3 separate regions of the Sus scrofa genome follow, and all the other regions are linked to region 2. A link is a contact called in public Hi-C and HiChIP or PLAC-seq data. All regions are on one chromosome and are shown on one strand. The core of a region is the stretch at or near the end of the contact, and the rest is flanking DNA. Distances in the headings are between cores, read along the strand shown.

What was found. Hi-C and Micro-C count contacts between places; a contact is called where the count stands out from the background. HiChIP or PLAC-seq counts read pairs in DNA pulled down with a chosen protein or histone mark.
Region 1: a Hi-C map of embryonic fibroblasts shows a contact between it and region 2, with 2.0 times the contacts expected there. The contact joins the promoter of YIPF5 here to the promoter of NR3C1 in region 2. A contact is called at or near these places in 1 of 5 promoter capture datasets (liver) and 3 of 47 Hi-C or Micro-C datasets (embryonic fibroblasts, fetal skeletal muscle and liver).
Region 3: a contact with region 2 is called in an H3K27ac HiChIP or PLAC-seq map of alveolar macrophages. The contact joins the promoter of ARHGAP26 here to the promoter of NR3C1 in region 2. A contact is called at or near these places in 1 of 47 Hi-C or Micro-C datasets (embryonic fibroblasts) and 1 of 2 datasets of contacts at active chromatin or transcription factors (alveolar macrophages).

What each region holds. Positions count from the first base shown.
Region 1 is chr2:145,666,283-145,669,896 of Sscrofa11.1, forward strand. YIPF5 (Yip1 domain family member 5) reads right to left here and starts at 1,649. Exons shown (of 5, transcript NM_001077225.1): 1 at 1,540-1,649. The coding sequence starts at 1,649. It overlaps LOC110259671, which reads left to right and starts at 1,655. Exons shown (of 3, transcript XM_021085167.1): 1 at 1,655-1,693; 2 at 1,953-2,707. The coding sequence starts at 1,655.
Region 2 is chr2:144,928,220-144,931,898 of Sscrofa11.1, forward strand. It overlaps NR3C1 (nuclear receptor subfamily 3 group C member 1), which reads right to left and starts at 1,478. Exons shown (of 10, transcript NM_001008481.1): 1 at 1,109-1,478.
Region 3 is chr2:144,299,132-144,302,970 of Sscrofa11.1, forward strand. ARHGAP26 (rho GTPase-activating protein 26) reads left to right here and starts at 2,120. Exons shown (of 23, transcript XM_021085449.1): 1 at 2,120-2,642. The coding sequence starts at 2,489.

The DNA.
Region 1 (3,614 bases), core at 399-2,898, 740 kb after region 2:
AAGGCAAAGACGGATAAACCTGGGATGCTGCAATCGAACTAGAACTGTTCTGCTGAGTCCAAACATCAGTGTCATTTGGTTAAAAACAGGCCTACACACAGAGGCAACTTTCCCAAAGCCCTGTTACAGCACTCTGGCCAGTCTTAGAGTTATCTGCACTCTCAAGATCACAAAAAATACGTATTTAGATAAATGAATGGAAGTTTCGCAACATGATTTTTCTAATTCTGTCCAATTAACTGACAAAAAGGTAAATCTTCAATGGCATATAATTGAGACTTTAACAGAAAGAAAAGAAGTGATTCACAGATAGTGTTTTTCACATGCTCACTCCCACTCTTCAAGGGGCTACGCTTTAGGGGTAGAAAAGCTTTAGAATACATGGAATTCAGAAGATTCCAGGGGTCTAGAAGTTGTAGCAAGTACAGCCTGTACAAAACAAGTCACACCACTGGGCTGAATTTGATTTTTGCTTTTTAAAATTCTTGGGCACCTTCATTCAGATGTTTTAATGCAAACACATTCTGGTACTAATGCTTGCCTCAGACTGGACACACACCTGTCCCTTGCCCTCATCCTGGGCGTCTTCATGAGAGTTTTAATTCAGGTTCACAGAAACACAGAGATACACATGAACTGTACAGACATTATACGCACATTAGTGTGGGTGCCTGTATGCAAGGATCTCTCAGAAATAGGCTGGCAGTTCTCATAAGAGTCTCGAGGGAGTTGTACAAAATCTTAAGTCACCCCTTGTACGAAACTCCTTCACTGGATTGGGGGGGCTGAAAAGATTAAGGTCCTAAGAAAGTAAGAATATGATGTCCTAGAGGAGACTGATAGAAAGCCTTCAGGTTTGGGGGGGGGGGTTTTGTTTTTTGCCACAAACACCAGGGACTAGAAAAAAATCAGGTTTTGTTTTTATGTTTTGTTTTCAACAGTTTAGGGTTGAAAGGTTTTGAGTCTCCCTCTTCTACCTACAACTGGCAACTTGTGTGTACTGACCATCAAGTCTTGGGATGAAGAGTAATAAAACTGATTATCAATTCTGCTACATGAAAACCACCTGATGATTCACAGTAGGGAACTTAGACCCTTCAGCAGTGTCACCGAGCGCTTTCACTAACACTTGATATATCAAGACTGAAAGCTGGACTGATTTAACCGCTAAACAGGTCATCAAAGGGTTTCATTTTTACCTAGGTCAGTGGATTAAACAGCCTATCTTCCAAGTTCTTAAAGCTCCTATCCCTATCTTAAATGATACACAAATACTGTCACTAGGAAAAGGTTCTTCAACAATCCACTTTTCCATTCGTGTCACACCTGAAAACTTGGCAGAAGATACCAAACTAAAATAGAGCAACCCCTTCCAAACCGAACGAGAGTCACCGATCTCTCCAGAGGCAGGAAGAGTATGAGAAGTCACGATCCTGATAAAGAACATGTTCACACATTCAGTCTTAGCAGAATTAAACACCTGGGGTACACGGTCTCACTACAACCGTGACTAAATAAATGGCAAAGTTGAAAAGTTACTTGCTATAGGGTCCTCCACTTCCTCCATAGTCATAGGTTTGCTGTGACTGGTCATCGATGCTGTAACTCGTCTGGTAGAAATCCGTGTTTAGGTTTTCAAAGCCTGACATGGCAGATGCTCTGCAATAGAAAAGAAACAGCGAAGACTGTGTATGTGCAAGGCCCTCCTAAATTCGGTCCTGACACTTAAGCAAATATCCTCCCAAGGCAGCAAATACTCGTTCTAGAAGTCCAGGGAGCAACACTGGGAGGGTGGGTCGGGTCTCTAGGTCAAGGCCGGGAAGACACCTCATTTCAAGGAGCTGGTACGCCTTGGAGCAGGGGCTGGGGCCGGGACGTGGGAGGAGGAGTGGCTCCGTGGGGCCTAAAATACCACCAGTGACAAAGAGGACTGATTCCTCACATTGGGACAGGGCTTTACAGCCGACAACACGACTGCCTCCTTGCAAAATACGGCTGGGCCTGCCGGGGAAACGCAAGCTGCTGGAAGACGGCGCCGGAGCGGCAGCGGCCGCGTCTCCGCACAGCCGGAGAAGGGGCGAGGGGCTGGGCGAAAGGACCCGGGCGCGGCGCCGAGAGGCGGCCATAAGCCGCGCTGCCCCGGTGCGGGGAGAAGCCGAACACTGCGCCACGGAACCGGACACTCACCTAACGCGGCGGCGGCGGCGGTGGCTCCCGCAGCCCCCAGCAGCCCCCAAACTCGGCTCAGGACCCGGTACCGGCCCCGTTGCTACGTGTCAGGAGGCCAAAGAACTGCTTCCGGGGCACGCCCGCTCGCGCAGGCGTGGTGGCAGATTTGGGGCCGGGGCTGGAGTACCGAGAGCGTGTTGGGGGAGGGGGTACGAGGGCGCGATATGGAGCGTGCGCAGTGCGGTGGGCCAATGAGAGGAGCGAACACTTCCGGCCGCTGGGTCGGCGGCGAAGGTAGAAAGGCGCAGGCGCCGCGGTTGCTAGTTGCCACTTGGGAGGGAGCCTTGCTCTGTAGTCGGAGCTCCTGGGGGAAGGCGCGTAGGTGCTGCAGCGGAAGGAGCGGAGCCTTTCTCTTGTGCACCGCGGCTGCAGATCCCTGGTCTCTCTGGACTCACTGCTTTTCAAGCACCGTGCTAGAGTCTATGTATTATTTATTACAAACTAACGAAATGGTTACTCTGCTACTCTCCTTTTATAGGTGAGGCTGTTAAATGTTCATTTCATAACACTGAATGCGACGTTGAATATCAACTCTGTGCTAACTATGCTAGCTTCAGGGAATATTAAGATGAATACAAGCTAGTTGCTATTGCTCATAAAACGTGTAAATACATATAAAATCGTTACTAATATTAAGCGCCCCGTAATTCTTTGGAAGGTGTAGTATTCAACTGGGACTACGAATCTTGAAAGCCACTCTGAAGAGGTGATGATCAAAAGGGTGAATAGGACTTAGAAAAGAACGCAACAGGAAAAGGAAAGGAGAGTCGGGAGAGAGAAAAGTGTAAATATTCCAGGCAGGGAGAGCCGCTGTGCAAGGGCTGGGGTTAGGGAAAACAGGGTGCAGGAAGGGTATAAATCAGTTTCTCCATCGCTGCACTATTAACATTTTGGTCCAAATGATTTTTTTTCTTTTCTTTTTTTTTTTTTTTTTTTTTTTTTGTCTGCACTGTAGGACGTTTAGCAGCATTTCTGAACTCTACCTCCTAGATATCAGCAGCAACCCCTCCCCCCGCAACCCTTGTGACAACTAAAAATGTCTCAGGCAACATTAGATTTTGGAAATCACTGGTTTAAATGAAGACAGGGTGATTAGAGCAGCAAGTGAGCCGAGCTGCGTAGGCAAGTGCTACAGACAAGGGTTGGGGAATAGAGTGTCTCATGGAATTGCCGTGTTGGCTGTAAAAAGGGAAACCACTGAAGGTTATGAACTAGTGAGTGAAACGATTAGATTGTTAACTTTTAAGAAAGTTGCATCGCTTTCTTAAAGTGAGAGAATCCTGACTGCCCTAAGGCCAAGTGCCCTGGTGTTAACCAATGATCAGAAGTGAGTCCAGGGTTTACAGTACTAAAATTTATATCATGAGTCTCCTACATTACATGCT
Region 2 (3,679 bases), core at 228-2,727:
TCTCCCCGCCCTCCGCCGCCTTTACCTGATAACGATCTCTAAACACCACGAATCAACTGGAGCCTAATGAATTTCCAGGCCGCTTTGACAGCTGCCTTCAAACTCGAAACCAAAACAATACTCCATAAAACGAAACGAACCCTCAAAGGACCTAATACCCCCGTTTACATTGCAAATAACCCTGTCCCAGTAATCGGCCTTAACGAACCATGGCCAGGGGTCTTAAGTGGCATTACAGGGCTGCAATTACCACGTCTGCAATCTCCCAGCGACAAACCAGCGCGTGTCACAAACCGCACCACGCAGCGAGTATGGCTGGGGAGGGTCTTTTCCTAAAGGGGGCCGCTTCCAAACGTCAGACGCGAAGGGATGCCGAGCGCCAAAGAACAAACCTTCGGAGGAGGGGGCGAAAGCAAGTGCGGGGTTCAAAGAGAAATGTGTGCAGACCTGTTGAGTTCTTCCCCCGACACGCCCACTTCCACCAGACAACGCCAGCCCGGCCCAAGTCTCCGAGGGGCAGGCTGTCAGCCCCCCGCATGTGTCCACGCGCGCACACACACAGACACACACACCCTGAGCGCCCGCCAGCAGGGAGACGCACTGGCACCTCGGCACAGACCCTGCTCGCGCTCGGGCGCTCTCGGTGGAGTGCAAAGACTCGGGCGAGTAGGATCCAGATGCGGCTCAGCGTTCACCCGCAAAGGGGATGTCCGGGAGGCCCTCCTGGGAGCGAAAAGCAAAGGGACGTGGGGGCCAACACACAGAGGCAAGGACGCCTGGCCAGGGAAGCCGAGGCTGGAAACCCGGGCGGCTCGACGAGGCTCCACTCGCTGCGAGCTCGGGTTCCTCCCCCTCGGCCCGGCCCGGGGACCGCGGCCCAGGGAGAGGAAGAGGCCAGCGCTGTCACCCGCCCGCTGCCCTTTCGTCACCACCACCGGGCCCTCGCTGGCCCCCACCCCCACTCCCCGCGGCTAATAAAAGTTTGCAGGCTCCGGCGGCGGCCCGGGAGCCGGCCCCCGAGCCCCAGCCCCGCACCTCGGGGGGCGAGCGCCCTCGCGGCCCCAGCCCCGGCCCCGGCCCGTCCTGCCTGCCGCTCCCCTCCCCTTACCTCTGCCCGCGGCGCCGCTCACCGCCGCCGTCCGCGGCTCCCACCGCAGCCGAGATAAACAACTTAGCGTGTGAAAGCAGGAGGAGCGGGAGCGATTTTTTTTTTCTTAAAAAAAAAGGAAGTAAACAGCCGCCCCCTTCTCCATGGGGGGAGGGGAGGGCCCCTAGCGAAGAAAGTCCCCCATTTCCCCGCTGACAAGCCGGCCCCCCGCCCCGCTCCGCCGGCCGGGGCTCCCGGGCGCGCGTCCTCGCTGCCGGCGCCCCGCCGCTCCAGCCGCTCCAGCCGCGGCGGCTCCTTCCACCCACGAGAACCCGTCCCCGACGGGCGGGCGGTGACTCGGGCTCCCGTCACAGACTCGAGCTCGCAAAATGGAGGAGGAGGAGGAGGAGGAGGGGAGGCAGCGCGGACACGCGAAAGGGCCGCCCGGCCGCGGCGAGCAAGCGGGACCGAGCTGGGGGCGGGCGGAGGCGGCGCCACGGCGCGTACACACTCGCACACACACGCGCTCCCACTCCACCCCCGGCCGCTCCCCGCCCGAGGGGCCGCGCGGCGGCGGCGGCGAACGATGCAACCTGTTGGCGACGCTCGGCAACTGCAGGGGCGGCCGTGGCCCCCGCCCCCACGCCCTCCGCGCCCGCCCCGCCGCCCCGGCCGCGACGGCGCCTGCACGCCGGCGGCCCCAGGCACGGCCCCCACCCAGGCAGCCCTCCGGCCGCGCGGGGCCGATCCCCGTCCCCCGACCCCCCCCCCCGCCCCAGGAAAAAAGAGGCGGCGGCGGCCGACCTGGTCTTTCTGGGACGGGCTCCGGAGGGAACCGAGTTTCTCTAGTTTCTCTTCGCCGCTCCTTCCCGCCCCCGCCCAGCTCTGCGACTCCGGACCCACTCCGGGGTTCGCCCTGTCCCTCGGCGGCCACCGCCGCCGGCGTCCCAGCGGGTGACAGCGGGCTGGCTGCGGGAGCCAGGGCGCGGCCCGCAGCACAGCCGCGGGGGTGGTCCGCGCCGTGGCCCCCGGGCCGAACTGTGCGAAGCGTGTCACTTCACACGGGGCTGCGGGGTTGCACGGAAACAGTGCCGCAGCGCGTCGGCCGCTTGCGGGACTGGAAGGCCAGACACGCCCTCTGGGGAGGCTTCGGGGAGCGGAGGGGGTCCGCGCATACGTACTCTGGGCCCGGGGAGAGTCGCGTGCCGGAGGGTCCCCCTCCCCCGCATCGTCTGGGCGGCCCACTCTGCAGCCGCCGCCGCTCGTTCGCACCCGGAGAGAAGTTGCAAAGCAGAACCCACCCTCCCCCGCGCCCCGACCGTCCCCCACCCTCTTCCCCGAGTCTGCGAGGCGGCGGCGGCGGCAGAAGAAGGCGCCGCCTGCCAAGTTCAACCCCCAGCCCGCCCTCCCTCCCTCCTAGCGCGCTCACACTTGAAGGAAGTTGCACGCCAAATGCAAAACCTCCGGCGAACTAGATTTCTTTGCACTTTTTAATTATTTTTTAAAGGAAAGCAGGAGGTGGCAGGCCCCAAATCAAGTTGCAGGCGAAACAGTAAGTTGCTTGCAAAGTACACCCTCCTCCCCCCGCCAACCCCGCAACTCCTGACCTCTCTTTCCACCCCCTCCAGGGCCCGCATCCAAGTTTCCCGTGGAGGCCCCTCGCCCCCGAATCTTGACATTTGCTGCACTCTCCTCAAAGCGTCGCCCACCCTTTCGTGTTCGTGGGACCCCTGCCCCTCCAAATAAAACAGAACACACGCAGCTTTAAAATGTCAGCATTAAACTCCTTCCAGCTGTGCCCGTTAGGCGCCTCCTCCTCGGCTCGAAGGAAACACGTGGCCCTTCCCCAAAGAGAGGGGCGTGCGGTGAGGGGTGTCCGCGCGGGAGGCCCCCTCCCCAGCCCCCTTCCCCGGCCCGCCGCGTCCAGAGGGCTTGGGAACGTTTGGGACCGAGCCTCCTACCTTGGGCCGCACATATTACGATTTTTGTGACTCGGGGAAAGGTTGTGCTGTGTGGCTTTAGGGTTTGGGGAGGGAACTTTTGCGCCCCCACAGGTGACAGCGCTTGCCAGCTGCAGACGGGGGCGGAGGCTGCCGCAGCTCCACCCTGCCCTGCCCCTGGCGCTCGGCCGCTGCTCCTCTCGCCTCCCGCCGCGCTCGGCCCGGCGGCGGCCGCTCTGCCGCGACTTCTGGAAGAGGATTGGGGGAGCGCGTGCCGGAAGCCGCCCGCCGCCATCTTGGTAAAGGCTGGTGACGCCGCCCGGCAGGGCGCCCCCCGTCTCGGCCAAGATGCTCGCTCGCGGGCAGGCGAAGTCACCCCTCCTCGGTTCTGAGGGCGTGAAGGCTGCCCCGTGTGTCATCTGAGGTGACAGGAGAGAACTGGGCTACCAGCAAGCCGCCTGTCCGGAGGCAATCTGCACGGGCCGCCCCCAGATGACGCCGGGGCCGCCATCTTGGAAAAGGAAGCGAAGCTCGCCGCCTGGGAAAAGAGAAGCGTACCTAGACCTTCGCCGAAGCAGAACCTCAGCCGGAGAATGTTTATGAAGGGCGCGCTGAGCAACCCAGTTGTTAACAGATCCCCTTAAGGACCCAA
Region 3 (3,839 bases), core at 870-3,369, 630 kb before region 2:
ACAACAATGCCAGATCTGTGCCGCTTCTACAACCTACAGCTTATGGCAACACCAGATTCTTAACCCACTGAACCAGGCTAGGGATCAAACCTGCGTGCTTATGGATGCTAGTCAGATTCATTTCCTCTGAGCCACGTCGGGAACTCCCAAGGCTAGGTCTTGAAAGGTGTTTCTGCTTTCCTCTGAGGAGCTGGAAGTTTCACACTGGGGTCCTGAGGCCACCATGCAATGAGGAAACTCAACTAGACCACGGAGAGGGACCACACAGTGAAGCTCTGAGGCCACTCGAAGAGAGGGAGATGCTTCTGTTACCATCCGACTGCAAACACATGCCAGACCGGAAGCCAGAATCACCCAGCCAAGCTATGCCCCCAAACTCCGGACCCACAGAGATTACGAGAGAAAATAAAATGATCGTAGTTGTTTCAGTCCATTAAATTTTGGTGTGATGTGTGTTATAATACCACTTTAGAGCCAGAATACCTACTTTTAAGTGCTCAAGATATAGGATTAAACAGATTTAGTTTCTTGGAATTTCCATTCCAGATCTTTCTCATTCTTGGCAACTGAGGGATAACTATTTTCAGGGTTTTAATTACCCATCTGATAGCTGTTTGGGCCTCCTATCAAGTCTAAATTTATAGCTACAACTGGCAAATATCACATTCATTCATTCATTTATGCATGTAATCTCAATATAGATGCCTTCTCTGGCTCCCTTGTCCATGTTCCCAAGCACCCAGGCCTTTCATCTTGACTTACCACGCAGCTTTGCCATTGCTCTTCTCTGTCTCTCCCACTAACCAGCAGCAGTCAAGTTCATTCTGTGCTATCCATCTTTGCTTTTAACCTAGTGCTTGCATATAGCAGTTATGTAAAAAGCAAAACACGCACACACCAAACCATCTAACTGGAGGGCTGCTAATTCCTAGACATACAGATAATTTATTCAAGGACAGTCCCTTTCCTCTAGGAGTTCACAGTTCAGCACTAGACACTGGGATCCAGCCTGACGAGAGGGCAGTGAGTGAACTGCTTGGATTAATTCCTATGATGGAACGGAAGGGCAACAGGGCAATGCATTGGGGGGTGGGAGGGAGAGGGACACGAGAAAGGATCAATTCATTTATTCCACAGATGTTTATCAATCGCCCTAGCACACATGGTAAGTACCCAGTATCTTTTTTTTTTTTTCAGAGTTAAGCTTTATTTGGGGTGAAATTAGGACTTAAGCCCAGGAGACAGCATCTCAGGTAGCCCTGGGAAACTGCTCCCACCCAGTATCTTTTATTAAATGCCATTCCCTGCTCTAGGTGTCAGGGATGCCGCAGCGCACAAGAAAACTGCGTTGGCTCGCGCTCGTGAAGCTCACTGTGCAGCGTAGGACGAGAGGCAGTGGACGTAATTATGTAAAATTGTGTTAGGTACCCAGTAGAAAAACAACAGGCAGCTGAAACTCTCATAAGGATGTTAGATTCTTCTGCTGGGGGTAGCCGTGGGCGGGTTTTGAGCGGGAGTGGCCGGACTGTAGGGGGCGGGAAGACTGCAGGCAAGAAGCGCTGGTAATTTTAAGATGCAAATATTTTCTGCCCGACTGGAAGAAGGAGCGTGTGCCTAGGGGCGACGTGATCGCTTGGTGCACTCGAGGTCCTCCCGGGGCAGGGGCTGCATTTTGTGTGCAAGCTCGATTGCCTGCAGTGGGAGGGGAACTGCAGCCCTAAATTCCCAGATTTTTCACGCTCAGCACATCTAGGCTCCTCCACTCCCCAGGCCTGCAGACGCACCATCTCGGACTGGGATTCGGGTTGCAGTAGGCAGGCAAGGTCCTGGGTGACTGGGGCTCAAGCTGCAGGGCTCACCCTTTGGGCTCCGGGTCTGCAACACCGCGCGGGCGGGAGAGGGCGGAGCTTGCGTTGCGGACCTAGGCGGTGTCGTGGGCCCGCCCCCTAGCCCAGACCACGCCTCTAGGCCCCGCTGATTGGGTCATGGCCGCGGAAGGGCCGGGCGTCCCCTGGAGGCCGGGGGGTCGGGCTGAGGCGGGGCGCTGATTGGTCCGGCTGGGATTAGGTCATCGCTAGCAGGTTCGTTCGGCCCGGACGCCGGCTGGGCGGCGGAGGCTGCTGTGAGAGGGCGCTCGAGGCTGCTGGAAAGCGAACAAGCAAAGGAGGCGGGGAGCTGGCGAGGCGGCGGCTGCCTTCGCTCGACTGCTCGTTCGCTTCCCCGCGCTGCCTCGGGTCCGCCGCTGCGCTTCCTGCTCGCCGGCCGCTCAGTTGCACGCCGCCGGAGCAGCCGCCCTTCTCCGGGTCCCGGCTCGGCTCGGGAGTCGTGCGCGCCTGCCGACACCGCGCGGAAGGCGAGCCGGCGCCACACCTGTGGAGCCGGCGGCCGTCGAGGGTGCCGGCCCGGGTCCCGCCGCGTGCGTGCTCCGGGCCGTGGGCCGCCGGGGCCCCGGGGGAGTCTCGCTCCCTGGCTGGGCGCGGTGGGCACCATGGGGCTCCCCGCACTAGAATTCAGCGACTGCTGCCTCGACAGCCCGCACTTCCGAGAGACGCTCAAGTCGCACGAAGCGGAGCTGGACAAGACCAACAAATTCATCAAGGAGCTGATCAAGGACGGGAAGTCACTCATCAGCGCGCTCAAGAGTAAGTGCCCCTAGCCCGACAGGGACGGTGACCCGGGGGGGAAGGGGCCCTCGGGCGGCGCTGAGCTCTGGGGGTCTCGCGCCCAGCTGGATTTCTGTCTCCCGGGCGCCGGGGGACCGGTGTGGATGCTTGTAATGAGGCGGGGAGGATGCGTAAAATGGGCGAGCTAGCAACGGTTCGATGAGGAAGGAGATCTGCCGTCTGGTCGCTTGCGTTCTGGGGTGGTCCGGAGGTGACCGAGCGCCAGTGGCGCTGGGGGCGCCGAGGGTGGGTGCGCGGCACACAGGTGTCCCGGGCGTGGGACGGGAATGCCTGGCGCGCCGCAGCCCGTTGGGAAAGCCCTTGGCGTCCACCACTCCGGCTCCCTGGGAGAAGAGTTGCCTACCCCTGGGCGCCCAGCCGTGGGAATAGAGCGGGCCGGTCCAAGGGGGCGCTGCCTCCCCTCGGGACAGGGCGGGTTGTGCCTGATGTGCCCCCTGGACACAGCTCCAGCCTGCTTAGGGCCGCCGGGTTCTCCGAAAGGCACAGCCGCTGCCCGGTGAAGGGCTGGGTGGGATGGTCAGCTCCCGATTCTTGGGCGTATTGGCAGCCTGTAAGCCCCAGATGTAGAGTCAGGGCCACGTACGTGTGCAGGTTCTGCTTCTTGTGTTTAGCAGAAGGTGATAAGGGTGGGAGTACAGAATCAGAGTGTTCCTTTACTCTAAACTGTGGGCGAGGGTTTAAAAATAGAACGAACATATCCGCGCTCTCTCCCTCTGCCGTTCCCTCGCTCTCCTTGTTACCTCTCCCAATATCCTTGAAAACTCGAAGGTCTGAGAAGGAAGTGCCTCAGCGCCGCCCCCGCCCCTCCCCGCTCAGAATGGAGAAGTTTAAAGTCAGCCTTAAAGATTCTCGAACCTTTTGTAAACCCATTTTTGCGAATTGCCTTTTGGCAGGGGAGAAATGAAATTTGCCTTCTCTGTATGATTCCCCATGTCTTTTGCAGAGCCAGCCTTATCTCCTGGCCAAACAAGGGTGCTCTAGGATCATTGAGATTTTTTTTGGGGGGGTGCTTTTTCAGTCTACCCATATAAAAATAGTCTCCGTCCATCTTTTAGTTTTGAGAATCAGGAATAACATAAAGGGAGATAGTGGAACTATCGTTGATTTTCCTCTTCCTATCTTAGTAGTGATATCTTTCAGCTAAGAAAGCTTGCC